2 separate regions of the Canis lupus genome follow, and region 2 is linked to region 1. Evidence: chromatin contacts called from public Hi-C data. All regions are on one chromosome and are shown on one strand. Each heading gives the region's core, a stretch centred on a gene start, on an enhancer-like site or on the middle of the called end of the contact. The rest is flanking DNA. Distances are from core to core; before and after follow the strand shown.

What was found. Hi-C and Micro-C count contacts between places; a contact is called where the count stands out from the background.
Region 2: a contact with region 1 is called in a Hi-C map of blood, with 5 times the contacts expected there. The contact joins the promoter of LOC119877882 here to the promoter of ABT1 in region 1. A contact is called at or near these places in 2 of 9 Hi-C or Micro-C datasets (amygdala and blood).

The regions. Positions count from the first base shown.
Region 1 is chr35:25,835,152-25,842,934 of UU_Cfam_GSD_1.0, reverse strand. ABT1 (activator of basal transcription 1) reads right to left here and starts at 4,339. Exons shown (of 3, transcript XM_038584400.1): 1 at 4,048-4,339; 2 at 3,228-3,433; 3 at 1,120-3,071. The coding sequence starts at 4,288. The coding sequence ends at 2,691. It overlaps TRNAY-GUA (a tRNA gene), which reads right to left and starts at 6,854; the gene lies at 6,764-6,854.
Region 2 is chr35:26,537,908-26,545,690 of UU_Cfam_GSD_1.0, reverse strand. It overlaps LOC119877882 (histone H2B type 1-C/E/F/G/I), which reads right to left and starts at 2,656. Exons shown (of 1, transcript XM_038584437.1): 1 at 2,214-2,656. The coding sequence starts at 2,625. The coding sequence ends at 2,245. It overlaps H2AC17 (histone H2A type 1-E), which reads left to right and starts at 2,908. Exons shown (of 1, transcript XM_038584434.1): 1 at 2,908-3,688. The coding sequence starts at 2,923. The coding sequence ends at 3,315. LOC119877881 (histone H3.1) reads left to right here and starts at 4,061. Exons shown (of 1, transcript XM_038584432.1): 1 at 4,061-5,185. The coding sequence starts at 4,482. The coding sequence ends at 4,892.

The sequences.
Region 1 (7,783 bases), core at 3,090-5,589:
GAGATACACGTCATATTCTCTTGCTCGGTGATTACGGATTTGCCGAGTCCCTTCGCGGTGCCCTCAAATACAAGCGCAAACCCGTCCTTTGTACCTGCTGCTGCTGACTTTGTTTCCAGATTCCACCTCCTGTACCTGCGTCGGTTCGTCCGGTAGCGTGCACACCGAGAAGGGCAGCAGCGGGCGCTTGGCCAAAGTCCTGCAAAGCTTGCCCCTTACACCGAGCTGGCCCGGCCTCTCCCTCAGTCGGGTTCTCAGGTCGGAACCCCCACGTCTGCAAGTGACAGTGAGGAGTGCTGAGGCTTCTACCTGGAGCACCTGGCCTCCAGGGACTGGTATTTCTGCAAACCATGTTTCCTCGCTTTTAAGAGTAATCCCCAAAATGGTCTCTTGCACTTTTCATAAAAGGCATTTTGACATTAGCTACCAAAATTAGTCTTCACAGACTTTCCACTTCTGGAAATGTATAGAAGTGCTGCATTTGTACAAAATTGACCTATGTCAGGGTCACTCATGGCAACATTTAAAAGAGAAATAAAATAGTAAATGTAAAAAAGGAATTTTCCTGCCCTCAAAGGGCTCAGTCCCCAAGGAATCAAGCTGACATTTCCTCGGGAAATTCATTTTCTTCCACCCGTTTTATTTTCATTTCTCACTGGACCTGTGAATTACCCAATTTACCAGGCTGTACGTGTGAGCTAATCATGCAAAACTATTGACTGGGAGCCTGAGATGCTGACCTTGAATATGCCACCTAGCCTGAGAAGTTTATTTCAAATACATAAGCCCTATATGTATTTTACTTTCTAAGTTGTTAGCAACCTAAGGGAAAGAAGTTTCTTAATCTTGATATTCTCTTTATCTAGCAAAGGTGGCAATGGGCACTTAGAATTCTGAGTACATAAATAGCTGATCAAATTCTGACACTGGATCTTTCTGGCTCAGGTGGAAGACATTAGGACCCAAAGAAACAATCCACATGAAACAAACTCACAAGAAATGAACACAGAAACAAGGGTATGGAGTTCTTATAAGACTGAGGCTGTAACATTACACACATTTTTGTTTCATGGGTGTGAAAGGTATAGGCATTGTGGAAAATGTTACACCAAGCAAACATTTTTTACCGTATGGTCATTTTTATTCTCTCAAAACAAGTGCATGACTAAAATTTTACTTCAGAACCAAGTAAGTGGATTAATCCACTTCACCCAAAGAACAAATGCATAATTATATTAAGCATAGTGGGGAAAAAAAATTAAATAGCACTAGCAAAATCCAAATTATTACATTCTACTACTTCCTAGAAGTTTAAAAAACTAGATATTGATCAGTTTGTTCAAGATTTTTTATTTTTAAGTCATCTCTAAACTTGACATGAGGCTCAAACTCACAATCTCGAAATCAAGATTTAGATGCTTTACCAACTGATCCAGCCAGGAACCCTGCCCAGTTTTAATGTTTATCATTTAATTCCTTAGTTTATCGTGACACTTCACTTTTCAGCTTCTCTTCATGGCTAACATAGACTCTGTGGCCTCCAGAGCTGCTTTGAATATTGTTTGTGAACCCGCCCTCATCTAAGCCTTAATTCATAAAAGTGCCCCTGAGGGGCATCATTTGGGCCTGACTACCTCCTAGGTTTTGTCTGCCTTTACAATGGTTTCTTGAACCAAACACTCCATCCATGGAGCTTTGTTTCCAACATCAGGACTAAACCAAGTTAATTTCGATTTTAAATTCACTTTTCAGGAATGATCTAGAAACCCGGTGAAAGTGATCCATCTCTGGAAGACTGTGATTCAGAATCAGCTCCATATTAAGCATGGCTTACCATCCAAGATAGAGTCAACCATGCCCTCCCATGGCCCCTACTTTATCCCTTATATATATCTACAATGATGCCTGTAGTACCTCTGTATATTTATTTCTTATGTATCTGTCTCTTTCTAGTGGTCTATAACTTAATGCCAAGGGCCATGTATTATATTACCTACCATTCCTGTGTCCTCATACAGTGACTTAGTAAATGCTGGGTTAGATAACTGATAAAATGGGCTAAGAAATTAATTTGATAGATAGAAAAGGTCCCAGGCTGAATTGAGAGGGGTCAGGGAGGAATGGTGTCTCTGAGACCAGGGGATGAAGTTAAGGGGAGTGAACAGGACATGAAGAGACAGAAGTCAGAACTTACAAAACGCCTCCCATTTCCAATAAACTACAAACACATTTTTTTCTTTTCTATACAAACATTTGGAAGGTGGCTCCCAATGCAGTCCCACCCCATTAACCCGTCCCTGTTAATCTTATCTAAATAGAAAGGATGGTGCTGTTGCCCTTCACCTAAGTTAGTAAAATAGCTTTCTGCATTAGATATTATCACTCCAGCATGAAGTAAAGGCTCTTCCTGGGTCCAGAAAGTGGGATTTTTAGAAGAGCCTATTGGGCAGGAAGCAGACAGTCAAGAATCAAACAAAATAGGAATGTGCAGTTAGTCATACTCATGCTAGTATGAATTAGGTGCCTCAGCCAGGCAACAGGAGTTGGAGGGGGGACCAGAGATCCATAAGACGTCTATGTCTAAGCACCCACTAGAGATTCCTGGTCTTAGAAATGAAATGTCTGCCTGAGTAGTCATTATCATGTAGACAGGAAGCAGGGCCAGGAGATGAAAAGGGTCTCTCTCCCTTTTAAGAGTCCCTGACTAGTGAGGGTTCCTCTGTGCTCTCTGAAAGTGGTGGAGCTCCAAAGATCTTGGCAAGCAGCCCTCGGTTGGAACGAGCCTGGTCCTTGGCATTAGCTAAGCGAGCCCGTTCACTTCCTCCAGGCCGAGCTGCCTTCCGGGCTCTCAGCTCTTGCTCAGTAGGACGCTGGGCAAAGTTCCAGGAGCCATTCGGGCGGGAAGAGTCCCCATCAGTAGCAAGGAAGCGCTGTCCCCGTTCCACACTTCGAAGATAGAAGTCAGTCTCACGCTTGGCCTGGGCAACCTCGGCCCTGAGGCGCTGCCTGCGCACCTGGCGCTCAAAGGCAAGATGTTCGCTGAGGTGGGACCACGTGAAACGGTGCAGGTACTGTGGACAGGAAAACAGGAAAAGATCCAGGTAAGATATGTCAGGAATGCAGAGGTGAAGAGAGAGAGTGAGGCCAGCAAGAGGGAATGAGGTGCCTAGGCTGGGGCTGGGGAGGTGGGAGGATGAGATGCGGCAGGAGAGCCTAACCCCCCTCACCTTGAGATTCCATAGGTCGTAACGGAAGGGGCTGCGCCTTCGGGCTCCCATGGGCGTGTTGTGAAGACTGGCCGCCACACGCTTGGCTACTCGCTTGTCCCGGAACTCCACCCAGCCCTCGGTGTAGTCCTTGCTGTACTTGGACCGCTTTTTCCCTCCCGTGGCTGAGGCTGACACTGCCTTCTTCTTGCGCCTCACGAACCCGTCTGTGAACCAAAGGCACAGCAGTGGTTTAGGAGGCCGACGTGGCACCCAGTCAACTTCATCTACGACCCCTCGGGCCAGGAACCCACCGCAAGGCCTTTCCCCGTACGCCATTTCCCTACGTCAAACTCAATCTTTTCTTCAAACGTCAACTTCTGCATCAGATCGGCTCAGGACATTCTATTTAAAACTCGCACACGCCCCCAAACCCAATTCAACCAGAGCTCAGACGAAAGCTGGGGTCACCTGGCCATACACCCGTCCTGAGTCTGTTTCTAGACTCAGGTCACGAGAGCAGAGGTGATGGGTGCCGTTGTGTTTGAAAAAGCCTCAGATTTTTATTCAGGGTGAACTCATTAACAAGCCGGCAAATCCGGTTCAGGAAACGGGGGCGTGCGGAATCGACACGACAAGCCCAAATTAACCATCCAAGCAAGAACTACTCATCGTGTGTTACTGAGCTATCCACCCCCGATCCCGCCTCCTGAAAGCTGAGAGCTCCGCTGATGACCAAGGGAGTCGGGCGCCGGCCTGGAGCCCCGTGCCCCCGCAGCGCCCTGGCTTCCGCGCCAGGGAACCCACCCCCTTCCCGAACATCCAGGGCCCGCGCTCTTACCCTCGGGCTGGAAAAAAACGCGTCCAACCTCTCCGAACGCGCTGAGAAGGTTCCGTACATGCAGAGGTCGAAAGCGGGGCGGGAGGTGGCCCAAGTACACAATACCCGGCACCACCCGCTTCTTGGCGCCACACGCCGCCTCTTCAGATTCCTCCTGCTCCTCCTCTGCCTCTGCTTTCTGGTCTGTCCCTTCCAGAGGCTCCTGCCCCACAGCTTCCTTCTCCAACTCCTCTGCCTCCATGCTGGCGCCGATGAGACGTACGACAGCCGTAAAGCGCCGCGCCGTCCTGCCGCACACCGCGTGCGCCGGCCGGCGGCGAAGGGCGGGGAGATGACGTCATAGTACATAGAAGGACCGGATTGGACGCAGCAAGCGGAAGTGGGGGCCTGGTCGGCCGCGGGATTCGAAGCGGGAAGGCGGGATCAAAGGCGAGATGGTGAAGCCGGCTGCGGCTGGCGATGGGGAGGCGGGAGTGGAGGAGTTGGTCCCCGGGGGTCACTTACCCTAGAGAACGCCTCGGCTGCGTGGAAACACGCAGGAGGCGGCCTCTTCTGGATACGTTGCAAAGCTTTGGGAAGTCGGGCGAGGTTTCTGTGTCTTAGCCATCAACCCGACATTTGACCTACGGACCTGGGCAAGACTCCGGTTGGGAGATGATACCACCTTTCAAAGTGGACTTAACTTTCAGTTTTTAAAATTGTCTGGAGTTTTGACGTTTCAGTTATTTTTTTGAGAATCCGAGCGCTCTGAATGTCTTTAGGTTTTGGAAATGTAGTTTAGCTTTGAAAATACACGTTTCGGAAATTTAGAGAAGTTTTAAAGATTTCAATTGTGACCTCATTTAGTGTAAAACCTTTTGTTTGCTTTAAAATATTAATTATAAGTTTGATTTTGTGAATAGGATTACCAAAAAAATGTGCAACAGTTAATATGCAACAGTTACTTCTCTGGTTTTAAAAACGTTATTTCGGCGCCTGTCATAGCTTTGTATTGACACGTGATTCATATTGATGTTACGAACACATGGTTTCCTGTGTCCCCTCGGCCCTGGCGACCCGGGGCGTCGCGCTGCTCTAACTCTGGCCCCCTGGGCCCTGCCCTGCTAGAGGCCGGGAGTAAGGAACCTCCGGGCCGGCGATGCTCACGCCCCTGAGGACCCGGTGCCCCTGCTCGACCCCGTGCCCCTGCTGCAGTCCCGGCCACCCCCGCCCAGCCCCCTCCCTACCGCCTCCGAGACCTCTCCCGTGGCGCAGAAACCGTCCGGGAGGGGGCGCCGTTCACCTGCTCTTGGCGCCGCGGTTCCCCGCCACGCCCCTACCCCTTCGCCCCCGCCTTTGCACCTGCTGCAGGGCCAAATGCAAAGCCCCGAGGCTACCAATGTGGACAGCGGTGCAGCCGGCTTTCTAGAAGGGGCCCCGGGCGAGTGTGAGGATAATATAAACCCGCCCTCGCTGCAGCCGGACAAAATTTCCCATCCCGCTGAGACGGACGTGTGCGCACACGAAGCCGGAGGACTGCAGCAGGGGCACGGGGTCGAGCTATCATCCGAGGGGAAGGCTCTCCCAGTGTTTTGTGGGCTTTTTTGTTTTGTTTGTTTGTTTGTTTAAGATTTTATTCATTTATTCATGAGAGACACAGAGAGAGAAAGGCAGGCTCCATGCAGGGAGCCCGATGTGGGACCCCGCCCTGGGCTGAAGGGAGGCGCTCATCCACTGAGCCACCCAGGCGTCCCTCCCAGTGTATTTCTGCCTGAACACGGCGCCTAGCTCTTTGATAAAGAGGACGAAAGATCGAATAAACCAGACTTCTCCGGTGCTTACACTAGTTTCATTAATTTTATAACGGGATTTTCTATCAGTTGCCCGCCGCCCGCCGCTGCTTTTTTGGAGGAAGGATGGGGGCGCTAAGAGATACAGACTCGGTCCCGCATTTAATTCTAAGGTCTTCAGGGACGCCTGGGCGGCGCAGTGGTTGAACGTCTACCTTTGGCTCGGGGCGAGATCCTGGGGGTCCAGGATTGAATCCCACATCGGGCTCCTTGCGGGGAGCCTGCTTCTCCCTCTGCCGGTGTCTCTGCCTCTCTGTGGGTCTCTCACGGATAAATAAGTAAATAAACATTTTTTTAAAAATTAAAAAAAATAATAATCTTTACCTCTTCAAAACACGGAGCCGCGGTGGATGAAGTGAGAGCACACGTCTAGGTTTTGCTTCACAAGGTCGGGGGTGGGAAGGGGGCATGAAGGGGTATAGATGATGCTAGTTGTACAGGTGTGATGCCTATGATGGTAATTTGTGCTGTTTTCTCCACCTGTGTGTATTTGAAGTTGTCATCAATAAAATGTTTATTCACTTGAATATCAACAGAGAGCCCAGAAAGGCCATCCAAAAGGACCTCCAAAATAAAATGAAAACCTTGGGCCAAGCCTGCTTTCTGCTTCTCCAGACTCCGCATGACCCTTTCCAAAACTTCATGAAAAGTCAGTCTCCCAGGAGACCCTGTCTTACATAAGCAGCTTCTTTTGTACGAACCTGAGGATCCTTTATTTTTTGTTGTTATTTTCAGGCCTACGAGTTCATCTGTGAGCACAAACGACAACCTGCCCAACTGTGTTCAAGTTTTCTTAACCAAAACAAAACAAACAAACAAAAAGTTTTCTTAACTTTCATTAAGGGTCCAGACTTGCTGCGTCAATGAAAACCTTTCAAAAGGTACAGTCCTCCGAGCCGGATTCGAACCAGCGACCTAAGGATGCCCACGTGACTCAACATCTACAGTCCTCCGCTCTACCAACTGAGCTATCGAAGGATCTGAGGTGTGGCTTCTTAGAATACTTTAAATAATGTTTATCTCAGTGGTTTTTCACTATTTTTAAAATAGGTGAACAAAAATGCTAGGAATGTTCTAAAACGGATGGAGTGGTGATCATAGAGATACATTAAATAATTAATACCTTTAAACACTTAAGCTTTGTGCTTTTTACTGTCTGTTTTAGGTTTTTATTTTCTTAAATTTTTTTACTTTATTCTTTTTTTTTTTTTGTATATTTTTTATTAACGTTCGATTTGCCAGCATAGTATAACACCCAGTGCTCATCCCATCAAGTGCCCCCTGCCCACCTCCCCTTCCACTACCCCTTGCTCATTTCCCAGTTAGGAGTCTCTCATGTTCTGTCACCCCCTCTGAGATTTCCCACTCATTTTCTTTCCTTTCCCCTTTAATCCCTTTCACTATTTTTTATATTCCCTGTGTGAATGAAACCATGTAATGATTGTCCTTCTCTGATTGACTTACTTCACTCAGCATAACACCCTCCATTTCTATCCATGTTGAAGCAAATGCTGGGTATTTGTCGTTTCTAATGGCTGAGTAATATTCCATTGTTTATATAGACTACATCTTCTTTATCCATTTATATTTTAATGGGCACTGAGGCTCCTTCCACAGTTTGTCTATTGTGGACATTGCTGCTATAAACACTGGGGTGCAGGTATCTCGGTTTTTCACTGCACCTGCATCTTTGGGGTAAATCCCCAGCAGTGCAATTGCTGGGTCGTAGGGCAGGTCTATTTTTAACTCTTTGAGGAACCTCCACACAGTTTTCCAGAGTGGCTGCACTAGTTCCCATTCCCACCAATAGTGTAAGAGGGTTCCCCTTTCTCCACATCCTCTCCCAACATTTGTTGTTTCCTGTCTTGTTAATTTTCACCATTCTCACTGGTGTGAGGTGGTATCTC
Region 2 (7,783 bases), core at 1,407-3,906, 700 kb before region 1:
CTGTCTGCACCACGTCATACATTTTTTATTAGCTGCTGCCTATATTGAAAATTTAGAACATTCCATACTAAAGTGCATATCTTCTCAAAAAATTTAAAGAGTTGCTGTCCAGGGTTTGCAGCAGGGCAATGATGAGGTGAAACCCCTCACATGGCCTCATTTGCTTCAGGTATCTGACATTCCAACTGGTCCCTTTCATGGGCAGATGCTAGCTGGCAGTTTTTTCAACATCCTCGTGCAACGGTTGTTCTTACAGCAGCATTAAGAGAACAGAAATATGCTATTAAAACAAGGAAAATGAAATTTGGTGCCAAAAGCCTATGTTGCTTCAATTAAAAATTGCAAAGAGCACCTTTTTTTGTGGACAAGGCCTGGTTTCTAGCATCCAGCCAGTTTCGCTCTTATGGGGTGGGCCCTTGTGAATATTTGACTTTAAATCTCTGGTTAGGTGGACAGCACGACTGTCTTTAGCTGCAGCTTGAGCTAAAGGGAAGTATTTTATGAAAGATAATTTGGAATAGAAGGCTGAGAGTAAAATGACCTTATGTGCTGTTATGGATTGAATTGTGTTCGCTCAAAATTCATAGTTGAGCCCTAACCCCAGTGTGACATGGCCTTTAAGAGGTAATTAAAGTTAGATGAAATCATAAGGAGGATCCTAATCCAATAGCACTAATGTTCTTAGAAGAGACTCCAGAGGTGTGCAAACACCGAAATGGGCCACATGAGGACACAGGTGCAAGCCAAGAAGGGGAGCCAACCCTGCTCACACCTGGATCTTGGACTTGTAGCCCCCAGAACCACGAGGAAATGAGTATTTATTTATTTATTTATTTATTTATGATTGTATTTATTTATTCATGAGAGACACAGAGAGAGGCAGAGAGAGGCAGAGACACAGGCAGAGGGAGAAGCAGGCTCCATGCAGGGAGCCCGACGTGGGACTCGATCCTGGGTTTCCGGGATCATGCCCTGGACTGAAGGCGGCGCTAAACCGCTGAATTACCCGGGCTGTCCGAGTAGGTTATTTAAACCAGCCAAGTAAATGGTATTTTGTTGTGGCAACACCAGAAAGCTAATGCAAGCATTTTGATCGGATGTTTGGATTTGGTTAGGCAGTAAAAGTGTCAAAGGAGGGCTAAGACAAACATTTGGAAACAAAGACTACCTGCAAAGAGAAGCAAGAGTAAAACTTGGGGGAAGCACGCATATTTAAAAGGACAGAGGGAACTGCAAAATGACCAAGGTTACCAAGTTTATACTGACCTGTTCATGATGGATAAAGTACAGTTTAGTTACATGTAATCATATTCGTAAATGCTGAGGTGTCTTCAAAGGGCAGCTCAGCAAAATCAGGGGTATGAGTTCCATCAGGTGTTTTGGTTTACAGGAAACATTAAAACATTTATTACTTTCAGGACCAGAAATTGAGAGTGCATAACCCTCTTTATACCTCAATTTCTTAAAAATTGTAGGGAGTATTTTGATTTTTCTTTGGCAGCTTTGACCAGATGGCAATAATCACCATGACTTTTGCTCTCCTCTTGGGCTTTCCCGCTGTCGTGTGCACGAGTGACTGTTGGAGAAACTCAGTTAAATCCAGTGGTTAAAGAGAGACAGAACTAGTGACTGTACCTACCTACAGCTCACGGCTGTCCCCAGGACTTTGAACTTCTGAGGAGAGCCATTTAGGCAGGTTCATTGGAACCTGGAGACAATCTTCGACCGCTGCCTCCGCCTCTTGCCGCACGATGGCAGAAGAGGACAACGAATCCTAACGCACCACTCTGGGTTTCTCAAGGATGGAAGAGGAAAGAAAAAAAATCAACCCCGGAAAAAGCAAAGACAAGAGGGGAGGAGTAGGATGCCGAGGACTTCAGGAACACGATTAAGTTAGGGAACTGCCCTCCATGGAGCAGGGTTGCTTACCGGAGGGATCTGCCGCCAATCCTCCAGGCTCAGTATCCGGGGATTCCTTGATGAAGCGTAATCAAAGGCGAAATTTCTATTGCGGCAGAGCACAAAACTGAAACCCTCTTCCCAAAGAGCGTCAAAGAACCCGTACTAAATTTGCATTGATAGTGAGCCTAAATAAACGCTTACCCAATGTTTTACCAGCGATCTCCCCTCTCTCAACCTAGCCCCAAACAGTTATACTGCAGGCGAAATGCACCAGCTGCTTTCTCTGCGAGTGTAGATGGCTCTGAAAAGAGCCTTTGGGTTGGATGGTGCCTCGGAGAACGCTCACTTGGAGCTGGTGTACTTGGTGACGGCCTTGGTGCCCTCGGACACGGCGTGCTTGGCCAGCTCCCCGGGCAGCAGCAGGCGCACGGCCGTCTGGATCTCCCTGGACGTGATGGTCGAGCGCTTGTTGTAATGCGCCAGGCGCGACGCCTCGCCCGCGATGCGCTCGAAGATGTCGTTGACGAACGAGTTCATGATGCCCATGGCCTTGGACGAGATGCCCGTGTCGGGGTGCACCTGCTTCAGCACCTTGTACACGTACACCGAGTAGCTCTCCTTGCGGCTGCGCTTGCGCTTCTTGCCGTCCTTCTTCTGCGCCTTGGTCACCGCCTTCTTGGAGCCCTTCTTCGGGGCCGGCGCGGACTTGGCGGGCTCGGGCATGGTGACCGGCAGGAAAGCAAAGTGAACCAGGGCAACGCACCTCTTCAATTATAATGACTTATGCAAAGGAGACGGGGAGGGTCGCTGGTGATTGGAGATTACCTTGGGTGACATCACGTCACAGTTTGACCCAATCAAGATAGTCACTCTACGGAGTTGCGTTTCCATTGGTCTAAATTGAAATGAAATGTTAGCCAATCTTATAACATCCTTTTCGCGCCCAGGAGGAGCTATAAAAAGTGCATTTCTGAACGTGGGGCTCTAGCCACCCTTAACAAACGCTATTAGTAACTCACTATGTCGGGACGCGGGAAGCAGGGCGGCAAGGCTCGCGCCAAGGCCAAGACGCGCTCGTCGCGGGCCGGGCTCCAGTTCCCGGTGGGCCGCGTCCACCGCCTGCTCCGCAAGGGCAACTACGCGGAGCGGGTCGGGGCGGGCGCGCCGGTGTACCTGGCGGCCGTGCTGGAGTACCTGACGGCCGAGATCCTGGAGCTGGCGGGCAACGCGGCCCGCGACAACAAGAAGACGCGCATCATCCCGCGCCACCTGCAGCTGGCCATCCGCAACGACGAGGAGCTCAACAAGCTGCTGGGCCGCGTGACCATCGCGCAGGGCGGCGTCCTGCCCAACATCCAGGCCGTGCTGCTGCCCAAGAAGACCGAGAGCCACCACAAGGCCAAGGGCAAGTAAGGTTTCGAGGGCAACAATTCAAACCAAAGGCTCTTTTCAGAGCCACCCACTACTTCTGAGGAAGAACCTGAACACTTTTGAAACTTTAACCACCGATAACCTAAGTGTTAGGGACAATACCTAGTCTCCCTTTTGACTTGGCCATTTCTGGTAAAAGTCCTTCCAACTCCGTTTGTTCAACTATAGAGCCATGAAGCCACGTTTACTGTAATCTATTTGATAGCATCAAAATAAGTTAATAATTTCTAACACCTATCAACCTCTCACCACAGTAGGCAGGGCAAAGGAAAGATTTGGTGCTCCAGGCGGCTTCCACACCAGTCTTAAAACTTGTTCAAAAACAACAACAAAAAGTAAAAATAAAGCGCTTTTGTTCTAGGTCTCCATACCATCACTAAAAGTAGGTCTTGGGACCCCTGGGTGGCTCAGAGGTTGAGCATCTGCCTTCAGCTCAGGGCGTGATCCCCGAATTCAGAATGGAGGCCTGCATCAGGCTCCTTGCGAGGAGAATGTTTCTCCCTCTGCCTATGTCTCTGCTACTCTGTCTCATAAATAAATACCTAAAATCTTTAAAATAAATAAAAGTTGGTCTTAATAATGCTCTCATGAAACTGAACTTTTTATTTATTATTTATGATAGTCACAGAGAGAGAGAGGCAGAGACACAGGCAGAGGGAGAAGCAGGCTCCATGCACTGGGAGCCCGATGTGGGATTCGATTCCGGGTCTCAGGATCGCGCCCTGGGCCAAAGGCAGGCTCTAAACCGCTGCGCCACCCAGGGACCCCAATTTTATCCCATACTATAGCCAAAGGGGGAAAGGCTGAAATTAAAATGCATTTTTTTTAAGGACAATTTTGGCGCTGACTTCCAAAATTCCAGGTCCGATTCCCTTTCACTGGCGAAATCTTAACGTTTTGGTTGAGAACAGTAGACAGGGTGGAGGAAAGTAGTTTTTTTCCTATAAAAATAGGGAATATGACTAAAATCATTAGTATGGAAAACGAAGCCGTTTGGGAGACCATAGGACTCCAATGAGGATTGGATTAAGAACCAATCAGGTTACTTCCTCGACAGTTGTGACCAATCAGGAGGGGATTGTCCGTATAAAGTCTGGTCCCGGCAGCAACTCTCCAGTTGCCGGTTTTCGCAGTACAAGCACCAGCCCATGGCTCGCACGAAGCAGACGGCGCGCAAGTCGACGGGCGGCAAGGCCCCGCGCAAGCAGCTGGCCACCAAGGCGGCCCGCAAGAGCGCGCCGGCCACCGGCGGCGTCAAGAAGCCGCACCGCTACCGGCCCGGCACGGTGGCCCTGCGCGAGATCCGGCGCTACCAGAAGTCCACGGAGCTGCTGATCCGCAAGCTGCCGTTCCAGCGCCTGGTGCGCGAGATCGCGCAGGACTTCAAGACCGACCTGCGCTTCCAGAGCTCGGCCGTCATGGCGCTGCAGGAGGCGTGCGAGGCCTACCTGGTGGGGCTCTTCGAGGACACCAACCTCTGCGCCATCCACGCCAAGCGCGTCACCATCATGCCCAAGGACATCCAGCTGGCGCGCCGCATCCGCGGGGAGAGGGCGTAAACGGTCTTTCCAAAGCTTGTCCCTCCCAAAGGCTCTTTTCAGAGCCACTTTCATTTTCACCGAGAGCGGCTGTTGTACTCCTGGGCTGGGTGTTCCTTGAAGTGCGAACCTAGTGAAAGGTCCTGCGAGCGCCACCGGAGCGCTGTAACCTGGTCTTCAGCAACCACCGCATCCTGTTTCCTGTATGTAGAACTTGTCATTTGGGAAGGCCACGCCTTGTCTCTATACGTTAACTACTATGGAAGCAGTTGCCGAATAGCTAGTTTTTAACGGCTACAGTCTGCAGACTTCTCCCCCCCCCCCTCCCCGGCCCGGCCTTGATCCCTTGGGTAGTCCCATACGTAAAGTGTTTCGCAGCAAAGGGACTTAACCACCTTCTCACCAAATAAGAGGAGATTCAGCATAAGCACTGGTACCTTCCGCCCCCACATCTGATACAGTCAGGCTGGGAGCAGAGTTGTCCTTCCCTTCTGGCATATACCCACAGCATGGCAGAAGGGCACGTTGCAGGTTCTATTCTAGTTCTACTTGTTCCATAGAGAAAATGCTTTGAGTTGTCGAGGTTCCCAAGAGGTGTGGAGTGCCTCTAAGCTGAACTCCGGCAGTGCTGGTATCCTGTCTAGGATCTAGCAGGTGTGCAGGCCTCACATTTTCTTATTGACACTCAATTTCTTTTATACAACTCCAAAAATTTGCCTGCAGTCATAGCTCTCTTTACCAATAAAATGAGCTAGTGTTAAGACCATTTCTTATGAGAATTGACTTTCTCATTGTTTAGCATTAACATCTGGTAACTATAGGATAAGGCTCTGAAATGTTCATTTTCCTTCACACCCATTCTAAACTACAATACTGTAAAATCGGTGAATTGGCCCTCTCTCTGGGTCTTATTTGCCAGCTTCCAGGAGCCTGGTAATATAGAGTATGCATGAGGAGCAAACTGCAGGCAGCATGATTTCAATACCTGGTTGCTCAAGACTGGACTCCCAACAACCTGACAATAGTGACTTCCCTGGAGTACAACCACAGAGACCATTTGGGTGGTAATAACCCTTCTCTACTCGAGCTTTCCTGTAAACATTGTCCCTTAGAGGACAACATATTTCTATGAAATACTCAGAAGTGTTCCCTTCAAATCACGTGTGAACCTAAGTCTAAAAGTCATAAATTTTGCCCCACTGGGACACCTGGGTGGCTCAGTGGTTGTGTCTGCCTTTGGCTCAGGGTGTGGTCCCGGGGTCTGGGAGGAGTCCCACATCGTGCTCCTGCAAAGAGCCTGCTTCTCCCTCTGCCTGTGCCTCTGCCTCTCTGTCTCTCATGAATAAATAAAATCTTTAAAAAAATAATAAGTTTTTGCCCAACTTTCTCTCCCCATATAATATACATGTCCTAAGGCCAAGATTTTTCTCGTTGTGTTTACTCTTGTATCCCTAAAACAGTAAAGTTTGACTTAACAGCAGGTGCTCATTAAATTCTAGTTGAGTGAATGTGTTGCTGATTAACTGTCTTTTAGACACAAGACAGTTCCCTGTCAGCCATAGGTAGTCACTGAGTGCTTACCACTGTGTGCATTATACCTTTCATCCTAGATGTACATCATCACCACTATTTTCATTCCCATGGTGAGCAGATAAAATACAACAACAATTATATAAAGCTTTACAGTTTCCAAAATATCTTTACTTACCTTTTGTATGTGAAATTGACAGCAGCGGGGTTTAAACAGGGCCTATCACCGCTCCCTCACTAGCTCTAGAAAAGCTTATCTTCTCCCAAAGTATCCAATAATAGGGGACAAAGTTGGTCAATTTGTTTAGGATTCTTTCAATAAACCCTAAGATGGAAGATCTGGATAAGCCTCCAATGGCTGCAGGAAAATAAAGGGGAATTACTGCGGGGGTGGGTGTTGAGGGGGAGCTAGGGGCAGAAAAACCTGTTTTCCTTTAAGTGAAAAGACCAGGGCAGAAGCTAGGTTGTTATGTTTCCCGGCTCCTCAGAAAGGGCAATTACTGGAATTGGGAGTCTGTACATCAGTGAAGATATATCCTATTTGAAGGCTAAGTTTGGACAGAGAAAAGGTGGTTTTAGGACATGTTCAAAAATTCTTTGATATTCTTACTTTCAAAAAATGGAGCCAATTCTTCTCCTCTGGAGTTGGGGCTGGACTTAGGTACGGGCTTCTAAGGAACAGGACAAAGCAAATGGCATAAAGTCAAAGTGATAGAGAGCTGTTTTGGAGGCTAGGTCACAGAGGGTGGTGTTTCCTCCTTGTTTTCTCTCCCTCTCTCTCTCAGGCCACTTGCTCTGGTGGCTTCTGGCTGACTTGTTGGGAGGATACTCAGGCACCCCTGTGGAGAGACCCACATGATCCCAAACCAACAGTCCTTTTCCAACAGTCTGTGAAGAACTACCAGTACCTATGGGAGTGAACCATGTCCAGCCCCAGCCAATCCTCAGGTGACCATGGTCCCTGCAGTCACCTTGACTCTTGATAGACCGTGAACCAGATCACCCACCTAAGCCATTCTCTGTTTTCCAAACTTCCGAAGCTGTGTGAAATAACAAATTTGTTGTTTTAAGCTGCTAAGTTGCTTTTTGGGGGGAGGGGGCAGTAATTCATTATACAACAATGAATAACAGCAATAGAAGGAAAAAAAAGAGGAATAGTAAAGAGTCACCCAATGGACTCCATTAGTCTAGATGGGATGACCACATCCCACAGCTCTTTCCCTCACCATTAGGGCGTCTGAACTCACAGGAACTTCCTTTGGCCTTGTCCCATTAGCGGCAAGGTTTTCTTCTGTTGCTATCCAGACAGGCTGGAGACCAGCTTTGTGGTGCTGATTTAGAGAGGCTGATATCTTTGGTTGCTCAGGTAGGGCTGCTTTGAA